Regions from separate parts of the Mus musculus genome. Here region 1 is linked to region 2. A link is a contact called in public HiChIP or PLAC-seq data. All regions are on one chromosome and are shown on one strand. The core of a region is the stretch at or near the end of the contact, and the rest is flanking DNA. Distances in the headings are between cores, read along the strand shown.

Evidence for each region. HiChIP or PLAC-seq counts read pairs in DNA pulled down with a chosen protein or histone mark.
Region 1: a FOXA1 HiChIP or PLAC-seq map of pancreatic cancer cells shows a contact between it and region 2. The contact joins two enhancer-like sites. A contact is called at or near these places in 3 of 484 Hi-C or Micro-C datasets (embryonic stem cells, muscle stem cells and nephron progenitors), 2 of 115 datasets of contacts at active chromatin or transcription factors (embryonic stem cells and pancreatic cancer cells) and 1 of 9 other capture datasets (pancreatic islet).

Annotation. Positions count from the first base shown.
Region 1 is chr4:46,091,050-46,097,969 of GRCm38.p6, reverse strand. Tmod1 (tropomodulin 1) reads right to left here. Exons shown (of 10, transcript NM_021883.2): 6 at 5,701-5,831; 7 at 3,954-4,061; 8 at 892-1,035. Among named protein-coding and RNA genes, the nearest start is that of Gm52729, 18 kb to the right of the region's middle. Within about 2 kb of position 5,404, at least 34 of the 459 cell types and tissues checked have an H3K27ac peak or open chromatin away from gene starts, as enhancers often do. A contact at or near this core is called in muscle stem cells and pancreatic cancer cells, where this site is marked.
Region 2 is chr4:45,948,105-45,954,278 of GRCm38.p6, reverse strand. It overlaps Ccdc180 (coiled-coil domain containing 180), which reads right to left. Exons shown (of 38, transcript NM_198660.2): 36 at 5,424-5,529; 37 at 4,694-4,829; 38 at 3,505-3,683. The coding sequence ends at 3,528. Among named protein-coding and RNA genes, the nearest start is that of Tdrd7, 21 kb to the left of the region's middle. Within about 2 kb of position 4,593, at least 120 of the 459 cell types and tissues checked have an H3K27ac peak or open chromatin away from gene starts, as enhancers often do. A contact at or near this core is called in muscle stem cells and pancreatic cancer cells, where this site is marked.

The DNA of each region.
Region 1 (6,920 bases), core at 4,155-6,654, 140 kb before region 2:
ATGCACAACCACTCAGCCACATTTTCTCTTGCAGAAAAAAATCCCTGAGTTCCCCATCTATAAAGAAGATAGTGACTTAGTCTAGGAAGCAATGTGGATAGAGTGGACTCTGAAGTTGGGAGATGTGAATTCCAGTCTTGCCTCCTAAGTGCTGAGTCACTGTTTCCCAGCCTCTTTCAGCAGAGGTTGACCGCACCCACATCCTCCTGGGGAATGGTGTGAAGACCAGAGATGCGCACACAGTAGCACTGAGACCCCCCCTACAGGGTGGCACCATTGAAGATCAGAGCTGAGGGGTGCACTGTAGCACTGAGCCACCCACCTCCACAACAACCCACAGCTGCCTAACATCCAAGCTATTGCTATGAGCAATTCTGGTTGTTAACTTTCTCTTAGACAACCAAGACCAAAAGAGTTGGCCCAGAAGAAATGACTAAACCACAGAACTCAGAGAAGCAGGAGCGATCGCCACAGGATAAAGACAGAGCTACCCGAAGAGGAGGTGCAGCGGGGAGGAGACTTAAAAGCCACATCAATTGGAAAGACTGTGGGATGCTCCTGATGGTGAGCCCCACGGTTTGTGGGATCTGTGCACTCCATGTCTCAGGTTCCTCAGCAGCACACAGGGCTGGGTTCGCTCGTCCTGGGTCTAAGAAAGGACACTCTCAAAGCCAAGGCATAAGGCTGGTGCTGAGGAGAGCCCCATCACTAGGGGACACATACAGAAGTTGGCAGAGCACATGGCTAGAAAGAAGGCAGCGTGATGGAGGGTCTGGACAGGAACACAGTAGACTCTGGGGCATCTACCATCAGTGTCCTCTGCTCTGCCTAACCACAGGTGCTGACTACCCTGTGTGGGGAATGGCATGAGCAGACCACCGCCTGACTCACCTGGTTATCGATTTTCAGCTCGACCAGAGAAGTGTTGTGGGGGAGAGCTTCCACCAGGCGCAGGATCCCAGCTCCAGAGATGAAGTTGGACTCCACGTTCAGGGTCTTCAGCACCTTGTTCACTTTCAGCATTTCAGCAAGGGCCTTGATGGTGAGAGAAAAGCAGGACTTTGTGAGTTACCCTGGGCAAGGGTTGAGCAGATCCACAAACGCACCAAGGGGCTCGGCCGGAGAGTCTCAGGCACTACCTTTCTAAGCATAGCTCTGCCTCTGCTCTCCTGCAACCTGCCCTGGCTCCTGAACACTCCTGCTGGCATATGCTCATCAGCACGTCTGACCTTTGGCCCTGCTTCTCCTCCCCTGTGCAGCCTTGGCTCTTTGGGTGTACTGCATAGACCCAGTGCCGTCCCTGCCCCGAGCCTTCCTCTGCTTCATTTGACCACTTGGAATGTTCAGTTTCACCTGTCAAGCCTTGTTCATCCTTCAAGGCCTTTCTCAATGCCTCTGGCTCCCAAGAGCTTCGATGATATCTCCAGCTACCCAGGGCCTGCTCTCTGGAATCTTGCAGAACTCACCCACAATTCCTTCATGGAACCTACATTCTTCAAATCCATTTGTTGTTGTGGTGGTGGTGGTGTGTGTGCATGCATGTTCACTGATATGCAGGCATGTGTATGTATTCATCATATTCATGTGTTTGTGTGTTCACTAATGTGCAGGTACATGTGTGTGCATGTGCATATGGCAGTCAGGAGACAATTCCAATGTCATCTTCATAAATGCCATCTTCTTCCCTTAAGACGGTCTCTCTTATTGGCCTGGGGCTCATCTGCTAATCTAGATTGGCTGGTGAGAGGGCCTCAGGGATTGTCCGGTGCCCACCTCTCTAGCATTGAGATTACATATGAGCCACCGTGATCAGCTTTTTACATGGTGCTTGGGATCTGCCTCAGGTTCTTGTGTTTGTAAGGCAAGCCCCTTACCGACTGAGCTATCTCCGCAGTGTCCCCACGCCCTCCCATGTTTCTCATTAGCATGCCTCCACCACTAGACTATCTACCCTCTTGGGCTGAAAATGTACCTTAATGTCTGTTTTTTACCACACAGTGGCCAGCACATAGTAGGTCATCAAGTGGTGATCACTGTGACCCCTGGGGAGTCTCCATCTCCCTTTGTGTAAGCTCAGCTTGTCTCATCTATGGCCCTGTTGAAATGTCACATAGTCTTCCTCTGAACCCCAGAGAGTACAGGGCCAGCTTGCAGAGTAGGGCTCAGATGGCCCTCAGCACGTTTGAGAGGGATCTGGCTGGCGGGGAGCGGGGGCTGGGGGTGTGTAGATGACAATCGGAGCCTCTGAAGGAAATGAGGTAATTAGCAGCTGGTGGAAACGATGTGTCATGGGGAAAAACGATACCAGCAGCTGAGAGGCCTGAGACACCGTGATCGTTGTGCCAGGGCGTCAGAAGTGATGCCAGGAATGGCTGCCCCATTGTGTTCCCCCAGCTTGCTGAGCCCTGCCAGAGGCTCCACTCCCAGGAAGCCTTCATGCTGACACTATCTCTCCTTCTTTGGCTCCTTCACTCAAGCATGGCTTCTCTCTGACCAATGGTTGTCCCCCAATCGGTGTAAGTGGCCTCTCTGAGCCTCACCAGCAATACCCCCTCTCCCAGGAAAAGCCTGGCCAGCCCATTGACCCTATTTGACAGTCAGTGGACAGGTGTACCAGGCCATGGGCAGGCTGCTAACTGGACAGGCCCTGGAGTCTGGTTGTGCCATGTGCCAGATCCTGTGTGTTGGGTGACAGTAGAGAAACAGAGGGAAGGAGACATGCACCAAGGCAGTCAATGATGGCTCTGGCACCTGGTCTAACAACAGGCCAGAAACATTTCAGCACTTGGTAATAAGTATGCAGGTATGAAGGGCCTGCCACCAGCTGTCGGCCTGGCATGGAGTCCGTGCCCCCAAACCTTCCGTGGCATGGAGCTAAGTGCCAGCACTCCGAGCCTGGTTTCTGAACCATGAACAAGTAGTACATGGGGTTTTGCCAGCTATGTCACTACAGACAGACGCAGGATCCACTGAGGACAGAGAGAGGACATAGGTCTAGACACTCCCACTCTGGCAGTCTGTGGGCTGCCTTTGTCCCCCACTGTGAGCCCACTCAGTTATTTCAAAACGACTAAATGAAACAGTCTTACTTCTTTTAAAATGGTGAAGAGATCTGATTGTTACTCCATTCCCTATCCCCCTGGGAAAGTTAATTCCTGCCTCTCCCCCTGCTCCCAGAGGGAGAACAGCCACACTGTGCTGTGCCATTCTGCTGTCTTCAAGGCCAGACAGATGGGTATGGTCATGAATGTGGGACAGGAGGCTGGCTACAGTCAGATTCCCAGAGTCTAATTCAGGATTATGCATAGATTGTTAAGAAATTTTTACTGGGCATTTCAAAAATGAATGGTTATTTTATAATAAGTACAATTTACTTTGTAACATGGTTTCTTCATTTGTTTGTCGAGAGCCTCATGTAACCCAGGCTGGCCCCAAGCTTCTGATCCTCCTGTCTCCACCTCCCAAATGCGATCACAGACATGCACATCACCATACCTGGCTGACTGGCAGTTATTTTTAGAGACACTGGTAAAGGTAAAACTGGTCCCTTGGATTCATTAATGAGGCCAGTGTTTGAGAGATGGGGAAACTGAGTCCCTGAGAAGGGTCCGAGCTTTGCCTGAATGAGAATGTTGGGTGGAGGAGGACCAGCTGTGGAGGTCAGAGTGACTTTGCTCGATGCCAGGTCTGCTTTTCTCTTTTTGTGTATGACTTTGGACAAGGCCAGTTGCCTAACCTCCCCGGTAGACCCACCTTACCGGGAGCAGGTAGTTGCAAGGATTAGCTCTGGAGTGAACACAGGGCATTGTGTGTGGGCTGTCTCATCTGTCTGTACCCCCTCCTGGCTCCTAGTGAGTCTCCTCCCTCTCCACACAGAACTCCTCTCATCAGTGGGACCAGGCCCGAGTCCCCAGTGACTGACTACACAGCAGAGCAGAGAGGTCAGGACATACAAACGCCACAGGGTCATTGCTGCGGGTCCCCACGATGCTGAACTTCTTCACATAGGAGTTCTCTTTCAGGGCTTCTGCATATGCCTTGAGGGTGGGTATGGGAATATTCTGCAGAGAGAAAGTCAGAAAAGTGAACAGCAGCCTTGCATGGGCTGGGGTGGGGGTGGGGTAGTGACTGCCGGAGAGAGGGGACAGTAGCTCTGTCCCAAATGCTGGCTGGCTCCCTGCTGGGTCCTTGTGAGTCTCTGAATGGGCCATGAGGATGAGGCTCAGAGGATCCTCCAGTACATGGATTGATAAAAGCGCCCCTGAAATGTTCAGACAAAACCCACTCTCTTCCATACAAGGGGAGGCTGGAGAAGAGGCAGCACTCAAGGCCCGGGGCTGGGAGGGATGGTGTATAAATGTTGTGGACTGGGAGAGGGGCGGGGCTGGACCCTGGCTTCCACTTAGTGACTAGCAGAATCTGACATGCAGTGTGACACTGGGGGGACCCTCTTCCCTTCCTTGGGTCTGTTCTGAAAGACAGAATGGAAAGATACACTGACTTCTCTCTGAGACATCTGTCCCAGAGGGTCTCAGCACTGGCTACATGTCTGTGGGTCCCAGGGGCAGTTTATCCTGCGTATGTGCGGGCCAGCCCCAGACCATCACACACAGAACCTCAGAGGCCTGGGCTCTGGTGTATGCTTTTTACTCTCTTGGGTGAAAACCTTATCTATGTCCAACTGTCTCTTGGCACAGAAGGGAAACTGAGGCCTCAGGAGTTCAAGCCCTTGGCCGAGGCCTCTCATTGGGCTTTCACTACTTGTGCCTGCCTGTCTTGAGGCAGTATTAACAGTCCAGGACATACAAGGATTGTGTCAGCATCTCTCACAATGCAGACAATGGAAGCACAGAGAGAAAGAGATGGAGACAGAGAAGCCATGGCTATACTTCCCAGAGCTCTCATTTCAAAGTGTCACCTAAGCCCCCGTGGGAGAAGAACAAGGAGCCAGGTGGAGGAGAAAACTGGGGTGCAGGTTTCCAATCTGATTGTGTTTGGAACTGGCAGCCACTAAGGAAAGCTGAGAAGAAAGGAGGGGGCTGGCTTCTTGTCTTACCCCTCTCATGGCTAATGCCAGGGCCTCAAGCAGAGCAGAGGGGCAGGGAAGAGCAGGCAGCTATACTTGCTTCCACATTCCTCCTGCACCCTGCCCTGGTGGCCACAGAGGAAAGCAGCCACAGAGCTACAGCACACAGCTTGGGTCTTTCTTGGGGGCACCTGCGCCAACATCTCCCTTCCCTGACTGTAAAATAAGTTTGAATATAAGCAAGATCCAGAGGGAACTGTGATGTCTCATGGGGTAGCGGGGTTTGTGATCCCCGAGTCTTTGTAGTACAGGGCTTTGCCAGCCTTGAAGTCCCGTGCTGCAGTGTGGTTCTGACTCATAATTTTATCACAGAGAATCTCTGTGTTTTTTGAACAATGTGGCAGGTGTCCAGATCAAGGCTGGCTTGGCCTGTGGTAGACTTCTGAGCCTGGCATTGTCCTCAGAAAGAAACCAGGACTGAGAGATTTGCCTGTTGACACTAGTCATCCATGAAATGCTCTCCTGATCTAGAAATACCCAGATCTAAATATGCATTTGGACTTGATGATCTATATTGCCTGGACTGCTGGCATCAGTATGCCTAGACAACCCTCCCTCCCCCAAATGAAAACCCTTACCCCCAATACCCATGAAGTAAAATAGCAGGACTTTACCCGGATGTTGTTAAGATTAACCTCTTCTAGTTCTGGGTCATTGTTCTTTATTCGCTCCAGCGTTTCCTCTACGTCTGTTGAATTTGGTTCTTCATCAGGCACAGGCTTGTATTGTGTGGGTTTGATCACACCTTCGGTAAGGAATTAAAAGGAGCTGGCTCACAGAAACATAGGAGTCACTTTCTCCCAACAAAAGGACTCCCTGGGGAGAAGCATTGGTTGAACTCAGGGTATAAGGGAGACAGCGCATTACAGGGGGTACCAGGGGGTACCAAGGGCTGCAATGTGTTGGAAGAAGTCAGGGAGAAATCCAAGAGGTTGGGTTATCCCAGGATGCTGCAGTTCTTACAAGACCTGGAGAGTCTGACTCTCAAGCATTTGTCTGTCCAGGGGGGATGGTATTACCACCAGCTCATTATCTCCAGTGGTCTCCCAGGGGGGTAAGCTGAGGGCCGGGCTGGGAAGAAATGTAGTTCCCTTCCAAGAGGAAGGATCCGTATTCCTTTGTCACCCTCATTTTCCTCTGGTTCCAAACTGTCATCTTAGAACAATGCAGTTGAATAATTGAAACACTATGACATCGGCCCAGGAAAGGCCAGAGGGTCTCAGGGGGACAGAGGAGAGAGAAACTGAAGAGAAAGACAGAGTTCTCAAGAACACACTTTTCAAAGAATATTGTTTGGGGGTGGGGAATAGATAGCTATCAAAAATTTTAACTAAGTGTTTGTCTCACAAGCATGAAGACCTAAGTTCCACTCTTGGAAGCCATGTTTAAAAAGGAAAAGGAATCTTGGTGCAGCAGCCTGTGCCTGTAGTTACAGTACTGGGGAGGTGGGGACAGGGAGATCCCAGGAGCTCACTGGGCAGCCAGTCTAGCCAAGTCAGTGAGTTCTAGGCTGACTGAGAGACGGTCTCAAGAAATAAGGTGGAGAGCAACCAAGGCAGACACTGGCCTTTGGCTTCCACAAGTACACACACACACACACACACACACACACACACTCTAAATGACGTCGAATCTCATCCCGTTGCACAGAAAATATCAATTTTGGGAGGAATAAGACACCTAATATAAGAAGTGAATCTCTAAAACCTTTAGAAGAAAACGTGGCATTGAGATGAAGAAGGCTTTGATAACAAGACAAATACCCAGCAGACTTAAAGGACAAGATGAAGAGATTTTCCTAGGTAAGATGTGCAGTAAGCCAGAGTATCAGAGG
Region 2 (6,174 bases), core at 3,344-5,843:
TCCCAGTAGAGGATTCTGGGGCTGGGGGGGGGGGGGCAAGGCTAAATTCGGGAAGGGAAAGGAAGATGGCAGATGGGAGAGATAGGAAAGGAGGGAAGACCCACATGGAAAGGTGAGAAAGCAGAGCCTTTACTAGCTAGATCCTGGAAGTTATAATATGATGAATGTTTATGGTACCTCAGAGTCTTAAGTCGAACCCTAGTCCCCACAGTGACGGCGCTGGGAGGTGGAACCTCACGGAAGTAACTAAGTTATGAGGGTAGAGTCTTCTGTAGAGGAACTAGTGCTCTTTTAAAAGACAGCCCAGAGAGCTCTCCTCCTCTTTCAGTCCCATGAGACATAATAGCAAGAAGTTGGTGCTCTAAAACATTGTAGCCAGACCTTATCAAAGCTGGTCTGCGTTGACACCCCGATATCAGACCTGCAGCCACCAGCTCGGAGAGAAACAATCGTCTGTTCTATAGGGCACAGCCATGTGCTTGAGAGCTCGTGCCCAGACAGAGTAGCATACCGCTGATCTTGCCGTATTACATTGGTCAGAAGTGAACCACTGATCACTCAGTGGTGACGTGAGGACCAGCCCACCAGGAACAGGAAGCCATGGCGTGCTGCTGCTTACCACGTGGTCTGGAAAGGGCACATGGTCTGATTCTGAGCACAGTGGGAAGCCATCAGAAGGCTCTGGGCCACGGGATGGCAATATACGAACTTTCATTCCCATGCTCTCGTAGCGCAGAATGGAAAACAAGGCCCACAGGCGAAGTGCCTCGTCAGTATCACAGGGTGGGAGCCGGGCAGGTTTTGAGATGTACTCTTACGACTCCTCTCATTCTGAGTCTGAGTCTGCGCATGTGCGGCTTATGACTCCGCCCCACAGCTTCTCTATCAACTCACACTCACCTAGTGCTAGCCCTTGGAAGTAGACTCTAGAACAAGCCCCAGTGTGCCGGTCTGGAGATGGGAGAGGCTCAACAAACTGTTAAGATTCTGGAGCCCCCAACCCTGCAGCCACGGAAGCAGATCTTCACAATGACAGTGACCAGGTATAGTAAAAGGAGTGACCCTGGAGGAAGGTGAGGAGCTTAGTAGGTCTCATGAAAGGAAGGAGACTGACTAGGTAATGGAACCTTGAAGAAGTAAGTGATGTTACTTCCTGGTGAGAGATGGTGGGACCTGAAAGACAGCCCATTTTCTGGTTGAGTTAGGTTTAAACCCTGGATACCCAAGTGTTTCTGCAAGGATGGAAGGCATTTGTCACGCCCCCAGACACTAGGCTCCTGACACAAGGCCTCAGCTCTCCATAACTCTGTGGCCATCAGTCACTTAGGGCAATGCCCCAAACCCCTGGTATTTTGTCTGAACTCCACCTTCACAGTTATCTGGCAAGGTAGGCCTGGCCCACTATAAAAGGAGCTGCTTGACCCCTCTTCCCTCTCTTACTCTTGCCTCTTTCTCGCTCTCTTGCTCCCCCTCTCTCCGTATTCCCTTCCTCTCTCTCTCTATGTGGTCATGGCCAGCCTCTTCTTCTCTACTCTTTCCCTCTCTCTGCCTCTCTCTGCCTCTACTACCCTCTTAGCTCCCCTTCCCAGACACTCCTCCCTGCAAAAGGTATTTAACCTCGGGCCTCCCTGAGAAAGGGGGGGGGTACAGTTTCACTCATCACAACTCTCCACCATGACAATAAATGCCTTAAAACCACGAACTGCCTCTTCTTATCAGGATCTGCTGTGCTAGAGCAATGGAGCGGGTCTTCCTCTAAAGAGCTGTGCCTAATCTCATGCAGGAGACCTCTCTGCATTCCCAGACATGGTTTCCAACAAGCTGCTGACCTAGCAAGCCAAAGACTCTGCTCCCCACGGAACCAGTCAGAGCTCTCCTCCTGTCCTTTTCCCTTTGGGCCTGGGCCAGAGCCAGACCCTGCTGGCCCCTACTCCGTTCTCAGGTCTTCTGCAACATCAAGCAGTGTCTACAGTATACAAGAGCTAGAACCTGCCATCCCTGGCCTCCATGCAGCCCAAGGACCCACAAGCCCAACTCTAGCAGTTCCTCAGGGACCACAGACTCTCTCTCTCTCTCTCACACACACACACACACACACACACACACACACACACACACACACACGCGCGCGCCCGCGCGCGCGCGCGCCCCCAGAGCAGGGTCCTGCAGCTTATCACAGCCCAACACTCACCTGGCAGTGGCGTGCACACAGTCAAAACTTCCCGAGTCCCGCCTCGCCCATGGACAGACACGGGACACCATTTTAACCCACAAGAGATCTCAGAACCTTGGAAAACAGACAAGCATATTCTATAGACAGCGCCCACCCCATGCCTCTCACTTGACCTGAGAGCTTCAGAGGAGCAAGATACTTAACTGCTACACAATTGGTTTCTTCTGTTGTTGTTTGAACACACGCTGTATGTATGTGTGCATGTGTGTATGCATGTATGCATGTGATATGCATGGATGTATGTATATGCATTTATTGTATATGTGAATGTCAGAGGACTACTTGTGGGAGTCAGTTCTCTCCTTCCACCATATGGATTCCAGGAATCAAACTCCGGTCGTAAGGCAAGCCCTCGTACCTACTGGGTCATCTTACTGGCCTCACACCCATGTTTCCAAGGCTCAGGCATTGGAAGGATCTTGAATGGGAGGCCTTTTCTGCAGACACCATCTCAGCCCTCACCATTGAAGGCTGTGGCCATTTGGAGAAGGTACCTCCCTCCCAAAGCAACAGTTGGTAAGTAACCTCACAACTTTCCCTATTAGCACAGTCTCGTGGGTGGGGGGCAGGAAACAAGGGCAGGCCCATCCTGAGCAAAGATTGTCCCTGGTCTCTGTTGGCAGGTGGGCAAGTGAGTGCTGAGAGGAACATACCTCCCTTAGCCCTGAGCCTTTGAACGTTCATTTCTTTCTCCTCTGCTGAGAAGTTCATGCAGAGGCCCCTTTGAGCATAATCTGAGTATAGGAACTCTCATGCTCTCGCTCTTCTTGTGTGTGTGTGTGTGTGTGTGTGTGTGTGTGTGTGCACGTGCCCACAGTTGCCAGAGTGGGCACTGGGACCTCTGAAGCTGGAATTACAGGTGTCTGGAAGCTGCTTAGTGCTGAGAACCAACTCGGGACCTCTGGAAGAGCAGCAGCTGCTCTTAACCACTGAGCCATCTCTCCAGTCCCAAGGGCAGGCTTTCTTATGGTGGTGTACTCCCACAGTGAGGGCCAGGGCACCCCACCTCACCCCACCCCCTGACACCTCCTGGCATGGCTGCCAGACACTATCTTAGCTGACCTCCAACAAGAGAGTGAAAGGAAGCATCCAGCATGCTTCTGGGTGCTATTTTCTTGGAAGTGCTGGTATCTATTTTAAGTGGTTCGGTCCTGGTACCCCACCAACTGACCCTGCTAACCACGGGTCCCTTTCCTATCTGTCTTCTTTACCAAAGTGCCCTCATTTCTGATAAAACTCTGGTGTATGGGATGGAAAGTTGTAGACAGATGGGCAGAGGAGAGAAATAAAGACTTTATTTGAGTTGCAGAGGAGAACAGGTCGAGTATAGGGTCTGGATGGTGCTAAGGGAGCGTTTCCAGCTTTCCTTCCAGCGCTGAGACTCCAACAGCAGCTTCCTGAAGTGATCCTGGATACCCTTCAGTTCTTTGTCAAACAGTGCCAAGTATTTCTGAAGGGAGGCAAAAGGAAGGCTTGGGAACTCCTGCCTTCACAGACTTGGGGGCTCTGAGCTCTGGGGCCCACAGCAAGCACTGACCCCTGGCCCTCAGGAACAGCCCTGGCCCCACAAGCTGTTTCTCAGGAAGTCATCCCACAGGCTCTCACATAGGTGAGGTTATTCTCTTACCTTACAATGGGAAGGCTGGGACCTATGGTCGCCCAGCTCAAGAGAAACTGAGCGGGGGCAGAGACCTGTGTGTCTCTGGTTCTGGGACCTGAGCATTCCTGACCATTGTCCTGCAGTGGGGCACCCATAGGGGGTTCCTGGCCTCTTCAGAAGGCTGAGCCCTGGGTCTCCACCCCTCACTGAATACAGCGTATAGAGTCTTTCCCTCTGCCTGGGACCTGCAGTAGCAGCTAAGGACACACCAGCACTAGGAACTTCAGGCTTTCCCCTGGGACCAGTGGATATGACTAAGTTTCTCTATGGGCACCAGGAGCAAGGATCTATACATCTTCTGAGCTGGAAGATAGTTCAGGTGGCATTTTAGTGAAGGCTCAGCAGGTCAGTCCTACAGTCTGTCAGTGGGTATCTGGCTCTGCTGTTTGGGAGTGGTGTAAAAAGGCAGGTGTCTTCAGGTATTGTTGCCCTTGCTAGGGGAAATGGGAGAGATTCTCCATCCCTCAGCAGTGGCAGAGAGGGTGTTGCAAGACGCCTCATGTTGAGAACAGGAGGTACCGGTTAGCACCTGGAGGCTGTGGGTGTTCCTGCCATTGTACCCCAGTGGGTACAGCTATGGGCATTGCTATATCTGCCTTGTGCCCAACTTTACTGTCCCTCCCTCCAACAGCCCTTCTCCATGACTAAGTGAGTAATCTCTCAGCTGGATATAGCACAAGGTTCACAGCTTAGTCATCATACTGGTCCTGGGGATGAACATGGCCCTTGCCATGTGCCCTTGAGCCTACAGGAGAGTTGAGATCTGCAGCCCTGGGGGATGCCGGCATGTGCTGACTCACCAGGTAAACGGCATCTCGGGCTTCTATGGCGGCCAAGTGGCCCAGGGTGGTCTTATTGGTGGTTATTGATGGTGTCCTCCGAGTCAGTATCTTGTTCTGAATGGTGATTTCGTTGGGCTTGATGCCTGGCCACTTCCTACAGACAAACAGTGCTTGGCTTTATCTTCTGTCTGTTGAGTTCTTTATGTTCTGTTTCCTATTTCCGTGATGACCTAACTGTGTGTGTGTGTGTGTGTGTGTGTGTAGTGGTGGGGGCCTGCTGTATGAGAAAGGGAAATGCCCCACCCAAGCCTCTTCCCTTTTTCTGGGTCTTGGTTTCCTCACCAAGCTGCCATGCAGGCAGCAGCCATGAACTCCTGGCCCATTTTTCCTAGTATGCTGTAGGAACCTCTGTGGAGAGTACAGTTGGGAGAGTCACTGCCCACAGACCCAGGGCACAGACAGCTGGAGTGGTTCACAGGACTGGCAGCAGCCTGAGAATGCACCTCCCCTCTGACAGGCCTCCTTTTCTTTGTATTCCTTGTGGCCCTGGAACTCTCAGTATGTGCTGGGTGACCCCACCTTTCTCTTCAAACAGCCTCACTCATTTCAGAGATGGAAGCTGAGGGCCAGACATCAGAGACTTTCCAGGGCGACTAAGTCTGTCTGAGTTCAGAGCCTGAGTCCCTCCCCCACACCCCTGCCCTGGACTCAGTGGACATAACCATTCACACCATCCCTAGATTCTCACCTGCTCCCACGTTCAATCAGGGGCTTCTCGCTCTCTTCCTCCAGAGAGAGCATGGCCAGCTTCCTCCGTATGAGGATTGAGACTTTCTGCTTTGGGGGCTCCGACCCTGACAGGAAAGAGGTGCGTTATTAACTGTGACCTCACTTGAGAAGCAGGGACCTGACGTGGTGGTCATATTTAGAGATGAGAGGCCTCACTCTGGAAAGAACAGTCAAGGCTGCTCATGTCTAGCCTGGGGACCCAACTCTGGCATGCTTTCCTGGTGAGGAGAGTGGGCTCTGAGTGCAGAGAGCAGCTGGCAATGTACAAACCCCCCACACACACACACTGTCCGACCGTCCATCTGGCCGTTTGTCCATCTGTCTTTCCAGTGTGGGGCCTCTGCTCCCTGACATCTTCACGAGGCCCCAGTAGTCACCAAACTGAAACCAAGAAGCTAGCTGGATGGGAGCCTATGATGGGAGCCACCAGGAAGTGGAGGCAGGCTGATCTCAGCCATGCTGGGTGCTGTGTTTTATAAACATAAAGAGGAGAAGGAATATGGTTGGTGGATGTGTCATCAGGTGTGGGGGGAGGGGGTGCCTCCACAGGCCCATGCTGAGGCAGCCCTTCCCCCTGAGAGACCAGCCACTTGATGGTATAGTATAGAATAGAGTTTATTCAGGGCATGGGGAGGGGAGTTGAGAGGGTAGTAGAGACAGAGAAAGGCAGAGAGAGAGAGAGAGAGAGAGAGAGAGAGAGCAGAGGAGGA